2 separate regions of the Sus scrofa genome follow, and region 1 is linked to region 2. The links are chromatin contacts, called in public HiChIP or PLAC-seq maps. All regions are on one chromosome and are shown on one strand. The core of a region is the stretch at or near the end of the contact, and the rest is flanking DNA. Distances in the headings are between cores, read along the strand shown.

Region 1 (5,835 bases), core at 1,386-3,885, 240 kb after region 2:
AAATGCGTGAGGTGGTAAATTTATGTATATTCTACACAAAAGAATTCAGGGAGTTCCCATTGTGGTGCAGTGGAAACGAATCCAACTAGGAACCATGAGGTGGTGGGTTCAATCCCTGGCCTTGAGCAGTGGGTTAAGGATCTGGCATTGCCCTGAGCTGATGTGTAGATCGCAAACTCAGCTCGGATCCGGCATTGCTGTTGCTGTGGTGTAGGCTGGAGGCTACAGCTCCCATTCGACCCATAGCCTGGGAACCTCCATATGCCACGGGTACGGCCCTAAAAAGACAAAAGACAAAAAAAAAAATCTGCAAAGTAAAAGGGAGGGAGGAAGGAAGATGGTTGGATGATAGACAGATAGACACACAGACAGACAGATGACACAATTTCATGTAAAAATAGTGCCTTCCAAGGACACCAGAAAACTTGAACGGCCTGACCCCTGCCCTCCAGGACGATGACAGCTCACACCCCGTGGCTGCAGCAAGGCCCAGAGAGCTTCTGGGTCCAGCTGCACTGTGAATCGCCTAGCGATCTGGTTGCAGTGCAGATTCTGCCTGAGAAGGTCCGGGAGGGGCCCAGCTCCCACACTGTGGCCCTGGCCCTGCCACCAGAAGCAAGGTGACTGTGACATGGAGCAGGCAGGCCCAGGCTGTGCCCAATCCCAAGAAAGGTGCGGCAGCAACACAACCAGCCCTGCAGCCCAGACCTGCGTGGCCTTATCTGCATGTCACCTCCTGCCGCCTTCTTCCTGGCCCTCGGCGCCCAGGTACAGCCACAGGAAAGCCGCAGGCAACACTGCCAGGGTGGGAGTTGTCACTCAAGGAGCTGAGACCTGGGGCCACGGGGTAGCTAACCAGAGTTCATCAGATTGGGGTCAATTAGGTTCAGAATGTGCTTCTGCAATTGCTGTAGAGAAGGTGCCTGGCCCGGTAAACCTGCCTGGTCGACAGGCTTTGAGCAGTGGAGACAGGAGTTCTCGTTGTGGCTTAGAGATAACAAACCCGACTAGCAACCAGAAGGACACAGGTTCGATCCTGGCCTCGCTCAGTGGGTTAAGGATCCAGTGTTGCTGTGAGCTGTGGTATAGGTCACAGATGTGGCTCAGACCTGGTGCTGTGGCTGTGGTGCAGGCCAGCAACTATAGCTCCGATTCGAACCCTAGCCTGGAAACCTCCATATGCCATAGGGAAAAATAAAAGAAAGCAAGAAAAGTGGGGACAGAGTGTCCTCCCACAGGCCGGAGGCTGTTCACAATGAGCCAGACACCGCCGCTGATACGGATCACATGCTCACCGCCCAGGCAGAGGCTGCACAGAGGAGCCACGGGTGCAACAGACACACACAAAGTATTAAAAGCATCCTCCAAGCCCACTGGCTTTCCCTGTTTTAGGACAAGCGGCCAGCGAGACAGAAGGCCCTCCGCCCCACACCCTGTGCCTGCGTCCTCACCGCTTCCTGCAGTCAGCTGAACCCTCTTCCCCTGACCAAGCCAGCTAGTGTTCCCTTCTGGACAGTCAGGGACACAGCTGTGCCTAAGGTGTCACTGCAAGTGCCAGGCATAGTGTCAGGCTAGACATACGTGCACACGCATACATGCACACCCACGCATACACACAGGCACATGTACAACGTGCATGTAAAAAACACACGTGCATGTGCACACACATTGAATACCTGCTTGCACACTTTCATAACACGCATGTGGAGTGCACAACACGCATACACGCTACACACATGTGTACACACGCACACCCATACACGTGTGCCCTTACATGCATGTGTTTACACACATACATGCAACATATGCACACAGATACACATACGCACACAAATGCACACGTGCACAGGTACACACGTGCACACACACACACACACACACACCTGCTCACGTACACTGACATACACCTCATCCCCCCCCACCAGGAGCGGTGCAGTTCCACAGATCTTGAAGCAGAGGCCCAGAGCCCCCACACAGCTGCTCAGGGACCCCTGGAAATAAGCAGCTCGTAACCCCGACAGCGACATGAACACCTGGGCAAGGAAATGCCTGATGGTGAGGGCTTAACGGAGGGGAAGGGGGTTCTGATTCTGTCGGGACAAGAGGGAGGTGTGGCCCAGCACTTTCTCAAGCTGTTCCTCTCTGACACATGTGAAAAGACACTTGCAGGGTAAAGTCGTGACTCTCAAACAGATGAGAAAAAAATAAATGCACATTAAAGGTTCTCTCACTTACGGAGGGAGCAAGACTGATGCCACAGTGGCTCAAAGAGGCCCAGAGGGCACAGGCGTCCGCGGGCAGAGACGCAGGGACCCTGGGCGTGCGGAGGACAGTGCAGGGAGGGCAAAGTGCAAATGACTGAAAACTGCCTTTTATTTTACGTCCTGCTTTTTAGGGCCACACCCACGGCATATGGAAGTTCTCAGGCTAGGGATCGAATCGGAACTACATCTGGGACCTACACCACAGTTTATGGCAATGCCAGATCCTTAACCCACTGAGGGAAGCCAGGGATCAACCCACATCCTCATGGATCCTAGTCGGGTTCTTAACCCACGGAGCCACAACAGGAACTCCAGACTGCCCTTTCCAGGAGGGAAGGGAACCGTCACACACCCTCACCTCTGACTCAGTCCCCCAGCATTAACCTCGCTGTGGCGACAGAGCCAGCCCAAGGCGGACCTTTCTGGGACCCGCCACCTCGGTGCGGCCAGGCTTCTGCGGCTCAGGGGCACTAAGCAGGGTGCCCCTTACATGCAGTGTGTTCGTGTGTGTGTGATTGTGTATCATGCCCACAGCGTTCCTCCCGGGCTTGTCTCTCTCCAGGGCAGGTGTCACTTCTGTGAAGGGAGGTGAGGTGACCAAGTGCATAAACCCAGGGCCCCTTGCCCTGGCCGGATCTGGGGCTTTAGGGCAACTGCCCTGGTTGCCCCTGGGCTCCTGGAGAGGGTTACAGGCGTTGAAACACATGCAGAGTTGGGATTAACCCAGGATTCAGTAAGATCCATGGAAGCAACAGCTACGGTTTGGTGACGGAGCCTGGGTTGGGGGAGGCTGTAAAGGAGACAACTCATTTTGTGCGGGACGCTGAGGGACAGCTCATCAGTCCATGCAAACAGTATTTAGGCATCCTTGCAAAATCCATGCTTCATTCTCGAGCATTTACTTTCAAATACGGGTCAGCATGGTTGGAACGAAAGAGCTTCTTCCATGGCGTGAAAATATTCATCTACCATGAGAACGCTTGATGCCCACGAGGCTGTTCCCAATTAAAAAGTAAGAACTTTCAAAAAACAAACAGGGAGGCGCTCCCATCATGGCGCAGCGGGAACAATCCGACTCGGAACCATGAGGATGCGCGTTCGATCCCTGGCCTCGCTCAATGGGCGAAGGATCCGGCATTGCCCATGAGCTGTGGTGTAGGTCACAGACGCAGCTCAGATCCCACGCTGCTGTGGCTGTGGTGTCGGCCAGCAGCTACAGCTCCGATTGGACCCCTAGCCTGGGAACCTCCATATGCCACGGGTGCGGCCCTAAAAAGCAAAAAGAAAACAAAAACCAGGGAAATGGGTCAGCAGGGCACGAAAGTAAATGAAGGCCACCTGGGCAACTTAGTTAGAAGACTGTGGTCTCGTTTCTCCTTTTGTTATTTTATCTTCTTGAAGCAGAGCTGCTGTAACCATGTTACAGGCATATAAATTCACAATTTTTAAAGGTTATACTCCATTTATAGTTATTATAAAATATTGTCTATATTCCCTATGTTGTACAAAACGTCCTTGGAGCTTATTTTTTTCTTTCTTTTTTTGTCTTGTTAGGGCCGTACCCACAGCATATGGAGCTTCCCAGGCTAGGAGTCGAATGGGAGCTACAGCGGCCGGCCTGCACCACAGCCACAGCCACAGCAATGAGGGATCTGAGTTGTGTCTGCAACCTACGCCACAGCTCACGGCAACGCCGGATCCTCAACCCACTGAGCGAGGCCGGGGGTCAAACCTGCAACCTCAAGGATACAAGTGGGGCTCGTTATCGCTGAACCACAATGGGAACTCCCCTTGTCACTTATTTTATACAAACAGCTGTACCTCCTGATGCCCTACCACTGTGCTGCCCTCCCGCTGGCCGGCTCCCCGCTGGCAACCTCCCGCTCACCCTCTGTATCTGTGGGTCTGTTTCTTTTTTGTTATATTCACTCGTTTGTTGTATTTTGTAGACTCCACGTAAGCACGACACCATACAATATTTGCCTTTCTCTGACTGACTTCGCGTAGCCTAATGCCTTCCAGACCCACCCGTGTTGTCGCGAAGGGCAAAGCGTCATCCTTTGTGTGGCTGAGGAGTTGCTCACCGTCTTCATCCTGCATCTTGCCCCCTGTTCCTCTGCTGCTCCCAGAGCTTGGCGACTGGAAGTGGTGTTGCCGCCATCTCTGGGTGCGTGAGTCTTCCCGAATTAGCGCTTTGAACACTGTGTTCACTGAGCTACCAATGTTTTTAAAGTTTTAAATAATTCAAATAATTTAAGGCAGACTAAGAGATTAGATAATACCATAATTCTAAGCTTCAAGCACTATTCGATGTTCTCGTATCAGCATCCCATACAACCGCCTTCAACAGCTTTATTTCATTACTTATGAAATGCTGCTTAGACCGGGACGCTTTCCAGAAAATGCCCTCTCTGGAAATCTGCACGGCCGGGACGTTTAATAAAATCCTAGGACTCCCACGCAGTCAGTCCTGGGGCATTTGGCCAGCGTGAGTAATAAGTGCGCTTCTGATTTTCAGAAATAAGGACAGAGCAGAGGCCACAGCGCCTCCCCATGTTCTCCCGTCCCCGGGACACGGTCGCTGTGTGTCTGAGGAGAGACCACGGCCACACGGAGCCGAGGAGAAGTGCCCTGGAGCCGCCGGCAGATGTGCCAGCCCAGGCGCCCCTGCGGAAGGTCTGCTCTTCAGAGGGGCCTTGAAACAGGCAGACGCTCCCAAGGCCTCCGTGAGTTCTTACCCTGCGGGCGAAAGGCAGCTCACATCAGAGGGCAAAGGACCATCGGGGGAGGGAAAAGTCCTGAGCCTGCAGGTGGGTGGACGGGAGGCCTGGGCCCAGCAGGCTCGCCGTCCCCTCCCGGCCCTGCCCGCAGCCCTAGTTCTACAAACACACCCCAGAGCATCTTAGGAAGACAAGGTCTTTTGTTTCCCCACCAAAAAAAAAAAAAACCACAAAAAACCCACAAAGCATTTCTTCCCAACCAACGCTCTGGCCAGTCAAGGGCTCTCCCTCTGTCCTGAGGCTGGCCTGGCCCCCCAGACACGGCGCTGGCACCCACCCACAGCGCCTGGGCCGCCTCCTTCGGCCAGGCCTGTGCCCAGGACGGGGCCTCTGGGTGCCGGAGTTCGGTCCTCGGTGGAAACACAGCCCTTCCACAGCGGGAAACATGAAGGAGCATCAGGAACCAAGGGGAAAGTGAGGCCCCAGCCCCGTACCCGCTTTCCAAACGCAGAGGTAACCTGAGGTAACTTGAGATAACCTGGCAGTCCCTCCAGCACAGGCCCCCGGAGCAAAAGCTATAAATGCAAACGCTAATAATTGGTCATCCAGAAACACCCAGGGGCCCAGCCCTGCTCAGAGGGCCTGGGGGGCCAGGGGTGGGCCTCACGCTCCCGGCCGCCCCCTGCTGTGCTGCCTCCCTCTTCGGTTCTGTTCTGTCTGGCACTCCGTCCTCACCTCGGCCTGGTCTCCGTGGACAGTGTCCCACGGCAGGGAGGCCCTCTGCACGTGGAGGCACAAAGTTAAGTGGCAGGGCACCCACGCAGGCTGGGAAGGGTGGAAAGGGGCCTGCT
Region 2 (5,166 bases), core at 2,314-4,813:
ATAGCTTTCACAAGACCCTTTTAGCCACACAGGGAAATGGGAGGTCAAAGGTCATTTCCCTTTGTCTCAGGAGACCTGGGTCAGAACGACCTGATGGGCTCACTCAGCTGGCTAATGGTGGGCTCACTAGGTTCTCGTTCAGTACCGCATCCTTACAGGCGGTCCCAGATTTGAGAAATCGAAGGAGTCTGTGATAAGTGAGTCTGGAAAACCATCTGCGTTCAGCTGGATGCGCCTGAAGGTTCCGAAGCTTAGTAAAGGTCCTGAGATGTCCGGGAATGGGAATCTGACCCCAGCTCAGGTCCCTGACGTGGTGTCCTTGGAACGTGCTTCTGGGTTCCATCCCAGAGGGGACAGCCAAGGCCATCTTCAAGGTGGTCCGGGGAGCATCCTTGGGGAGAGGCTGAGCTGGATGCTCCTGCGCCTTGGGGATGCTCGAAAATAAAGGGTTCCATGGGTCCCAAAAATAGCACAAGTACAGCACAGGGAACTCTATCCAGTCTCTGCGGGTGGACCATGATGGAGGAGGGTATCAGAAAAAAAAAATATATATATATGTGTGTATACGTATGACTCGGTCACTATGCCGTACAGCAGAAATTATTAACACAACACTGTAAATCAACCATGCTCTAAAAAAATAACACAGGTAGTTTCAAATATACTACACAAATCTTAATTTTATTAAATAAACCTCCTAATATGTGACATCCAGTAAGCAGAGCTTTTTTCTGTTTCGACTTTATATACTGAACAGCTTAGAAGTAAGAAAATGACAATTCTTTTGAAACCTACTCGATTTTGAAAGCCTCAGTAATTCAGACTTGGTGTGGCGCCTTTCACAGAGGCAGCGCTTAGTAAATAAGTTGTTGTTATTATTAGTCATTCCTTATTTATTCATCCAAATCAGTTAATTTTCCAAAGTTTCAAGGAGTTGACACCAAATTATTCCCTTTCATTGACTTCAGAAAAAAAATGAAATCTCTAAGAAGAAACATGACACTTTTAACATTTGGAACAATGGGTAAATTTATGGGAAAGAAACATTCAATGTTCTAATAAAAAAATAACAGAAAGATAAACTTGTTCTTTAGGAATCCTTGAGGTCTCACACATCACTTCTACACAGATTCTAAGAACAATGTGAAAAGAGAAAAGCCAGTCGATACATAAAGTGCAACATATGATGCACTCTCTTTAATTTCCATGTGTAAATTAAAAGAGCCACGAAATAAACTTCTGTATACATTGAAGGCTACTGAATTCTCAAAAAATGGTAATAAAATATAGCCCCCGACTCAAAAAGGAATTTTACTTGAGATTTAATGGCGACTAAGAAGTCTCAATATTTACGATCTTGGAGGAGGTAAGAGTCTTTACGTTAAAAGGAAGGTGAGATCCCCGGCATTTTTGACGCTTATTGCAATACGGCCCCAAAACAGCCAGGACGTGAGACGGCAGGTGAAGCCTAAACTGCTCCCCAGGCACCGCAGGGACTCTGGCGACGGCGGCCCCCGTGGAAAATGTGCAACGGCGCACAGTCAGGCAGGCGGGAAAAGGCAGCCTCTCCTCCTGTGTTTAGACACGATTAGATTTACGGACTTCTCCGCACACGCGCGTCCCTCTTTCGCGTGACCTTGGGGAAAGGGCACTGAGAATACTTGGTTCCTACCCCTCAGAGTAACCCCTGAGAAAGCCCTGCTGGTCTGGCTGAGCCCCCAGAGCCGGGATGCTTCTGCCCTGGCCGGGACCGGCCGTGTGGAAGCAGAGGTTATGATCTAACATAAGATGTGGACAGACAGGCTTACCCAGGAGGCCTGACGTGGGAGGTCTATGGAAAGAGTCAACTACACCCAGGCGGTCAACGGCCAGGTGAGCCGCAGCCCAGGTTTCCGGGGCCATGAACGGCGTCACTGCAGGTTGGCCAGACTCCACCAGCCCTTTCAAGTCAGAAGAGGAACGTGTTTTGGACAAAAAGACAGTACTTCCATGTTCAAAGCTCTCTGCTTTGAACGCAGTCTGGGACCGCGCCATCTGATGAGCGGGTGCGAGCAGAGAGCTGTGATTTACAGATGGTCTAATTAGTAGACAGCAGGAGAACAGGCTCTCGCTCCACCCGGCGCGGGCCAGGCTCCGGGTACCCGCAGGTGCAGGTGCTCTGAGAAGGACGAGATACCCACGCGGTTCTCATCATTCCTTAGAAATACAACAGTCCGGACTGAGGCTTGGGAAAGACCCACTCAAGACTCACTTCCACTAGGGACTCTCAAACCTCTGCTTCGCTGGCATTTTTTCTTTTTCCCGTTTTTATTTATTTATTTACTTATTTATTTATCTTTTGTCTTTTCAGGGCAAATGGAGGTTCCCTGGCTAGGGGTAGTTGCCGGCCTACGCCACAGCTCACAGCAATGCCGGATCCTTAACCCACTAAGCAAGGCCAGAGATTGAACCCACAACCTCACGGTTCCTAGTCGGATTCATTTTGGCTGCGCCATGACAGGAACTCCTATACACATATAGTTTTTAAACCGCAAAGGCAATCATATTATACAGTGCCTTTGCAGCTTGCTTTTTCATCACTTTGCCAAAGATGAAAATCTTGGCGATTTCCCCAGATCATTATGTATCAATCAGTCTACCTTATTTTTGCAGGTGTAAAGAGTATTTCATTCCATGGATGTGCTGTAACTCATTGACGCTTAGCTTTTCTGTTAATTTACCTTCAGAGTTCGCTGGCATTTCTCACCTGCCCACAGGAGCTGTTTCCTCTGATCGGTGCAGTTCAAGCCAGCGCCTACCATCATGCAGACGTGTGACCAGTGCCCCGATCCTCTACCCCATCCCCAGGCGAGGCTGAAGAATGAGGGAGCACGTGCCACGCCCGAATCCTACCCCATCCAGGAGGCTGGCCCTTTATTTATGCTCTTGGGCCTCCAGGGTCACTGCCTTCTCAGAATAACACCTGTTTTCTCGGCTGGTCACTGCCTCTCTGCCTGTGACTTCTTTCCTGTGCAGCTCTCTCACCTCCCTAGGTAACTTGAAGCTTCCCTTTTTTTGGACACTGCAGGGTCCTAGACTCTGGAACAATCGCTTTACATATATATGGGCCCCTGTTGTCAAAATACTGGAAAGGCCTCTTGTGGGAAAAGTCTGAATGGTTCCTTCCCAAGCCTGTGGCAGAGTAACTCCTGGGAGTAACTTCCATTTCCTCCTACCGCAAATAGTTGCGAAAATCAGGTTATTGAGCAAAAGAAGAGCTTAACTTTTGGCTTTTTCTGAGTAGGCAAGCCTTCCACACCCCACTCAGCGTCAGCGGATCACATTCCCGCATCGCTGAGCGCTCCGGAGAGACACAAAACCACGTGCACAAACCCAAATGAGCTACCTAGAGAAAGCATCTGAAGATCCGCACGGCCGGCCAGGGCAGGGGGAACACCAACAGCTCAACAAAGACTGCCAGCCCGCAAACGCTCGTGACGCCAACGCGTGAACCCAGAACAAGATGCCTCGTGTTATACTGCTCGCTGTGGGTTATCAAACGACTGAGGACCTACGGCACTGACATTTACTCATGATGTGTGGAGACTATAAGACGTTCTAGCAATTAATCATATCTCCACGGAAGGGAGGCCTCCGCCAAAAGGGATTTGGCAATTTATCCCGGAGCTCTGCCAACTTCCACTGGCGAATTCTGAATAGCCAACACGCTAAAGTGTTTCTCAAGGGGACATGTCTCAGAAACAATGATTTCCAAATTTCTCAAGGCAGCTGACACTCTGTCCCAGTTGTGTAACTTGAACTCTCTGGGAGCTAGGTGGCTTCTACTATCCTATGTTTTAAAACAAGTCAAAATTCACTGAACTGTTAGATTTCGGAGAAGAGCAGAATAAAGCCTGTGAAAACTGGAAACACTGGTCAGTAGCTCAGAAGCAGGCCTGTGTCTGGAGCACTGGATGCTCGACCCTTCCTTTAGTTTAGCGTGTGCGCCTGAGGAGCATGGCTAGAGCTCGCCTGGGGATGGGGGGGCCGAGAGGAAAACCAATTTCTCCTGCTGACGTGCCAGCCAAGAATACATTTCTTTGTTATCTGACCTTGGGATGAGAGAAATGGAAGCAGATCTGAAGGGCCAGCTCCGTCAAAAGCTCTGGGAGTTTCCCATCGTTAAACTGATTGTTTCAACATCACGTCCAAGACAATGGGTGGAAGTTTAAAATTTCCTTTCAGCAGCAGGAAGGCGCTCTTCCCGCCTCATGCTATGTGAACCACGGGGCCTGAAATACTGCTGCTCCAAGGGAGGAAGGACGGAGCTCTGATTTCTGTGAAAAGGATGCAATACCAAATCATGCAGCTATTCCCCTGAATTTCAAGAGGCCTTCTGAATCCATGCGATAATTACAGCTTTTAAAACACGAACTCAGAAGGGTTGAAGCTGAAGCTTGCCCGTGTTATACTGTGAACAGTCTTCATTTTTAAATAACGTTCAAAACCCAAAGCGGGCCGTGGTGGAGATGGAGCGAGGTCAAGCCACGAAGGATCCCAGAGGCCCTGGGTCTCGGATGTTGGATCCACTTGCCAGGGAACCTTCCGGAGGCTTGGCGGTGGGAAGAACAGGACTCCACACCTGCCAGCCCAGGCCCAAGGGGAGTTCTTTCCAGCTTCAAGGCCAAGGTTGGCCGCAGTGGGAGGCGGGCCCAAGCCTTCCTCACGAGAAGGCGGCCCTGTCTAAGGGCTCATGTCTCAATACTCTGTCTCCTCCACCTTCCCGGCTCAGCCTCCCGTGGCCCAAAGCAGGGGGCAGGCCTACAGGGCGTGTTCCCGTGTCCTGAAAAGCGCAGGCCTGGCCTCAGCTGTGCACCGGCAGCCATAGCCAGGTTCCCTCAATGCTCGGATTTGAAAAGGGACTCTAAGACCCTTTCCTGGGGCGGGGGGAGCGGGGGGAGTGAGATGTGACCTGCCTTCTTTAAAGATGTGTCACCAGCTCTGAACTAACGTGGGCCAGGTCGCTGACGAGCTGTCACCAGGTCATGAAGGCAACCACAAACGTTCAGAGAACTACACACTCCAGGATAAATCCACCTTGTTAGAGACAGTGGGTAGATGGGGGGCGAACAGTAAATGAATCGGGCTGGAAGACACAGGGACAGGACAGGAGGTCTGAGGAGCACC

What was found. HiChIP or PLAC-seq counts read pairs in DNA pulled down with a chosen protein or histone mark.
Region 1: an H3K27ac HiChIP or PLAC-seq map of alveolar macrophages shows a contact between it and region 2. The contact joins two enhancer-like sites. A contact is called at or near these places in 1 of 5 promoter capture datasets (liver) and 2 of 2 datasets of contacts at active chromatin or transcription factors (alveolar macrophages and skeletal muscle).

Annotation. Positions count from the first base shown.
Region 1 is chr11:77,172,871-77,178,705 of Sscrofa11.1, forward strand. The region is part of intron 1 of RAB20 (ras-related protein Rab-20); the gene reads right to left. Among named protein-coding and RNA genes, the nearest start is that of RAB20, 13 kb to the right of the region's middle. Within about 2 kb of position 2,636, at least 3 of the 83 cell types and tissues checked have an H3K27ac peak or open chromatin away from gene starts, as enhancers often do. A contact at or near this core is called in alveolar macrophages, where this site is marked.
Region 2 is chr11:76,934,523-76,939,688 of Sscrofa11.1, forward strand. All of the region lies in intron 2 of COL4A1 (collagen alpha-1(IV) chain), which reads right to left. Among named protein-coding and RNA genes, the nearest start is that of COL4A2, 60 kb to the right of the region's middle. Within about 2 kb of position 3,564, at least 21 of the 83 cell types and tissues checked have an H3K27ac peak or open chromatin away from gene starts, as enhancers often do. A contact at or near this core is called in alveolar macrophages, where this site is marked.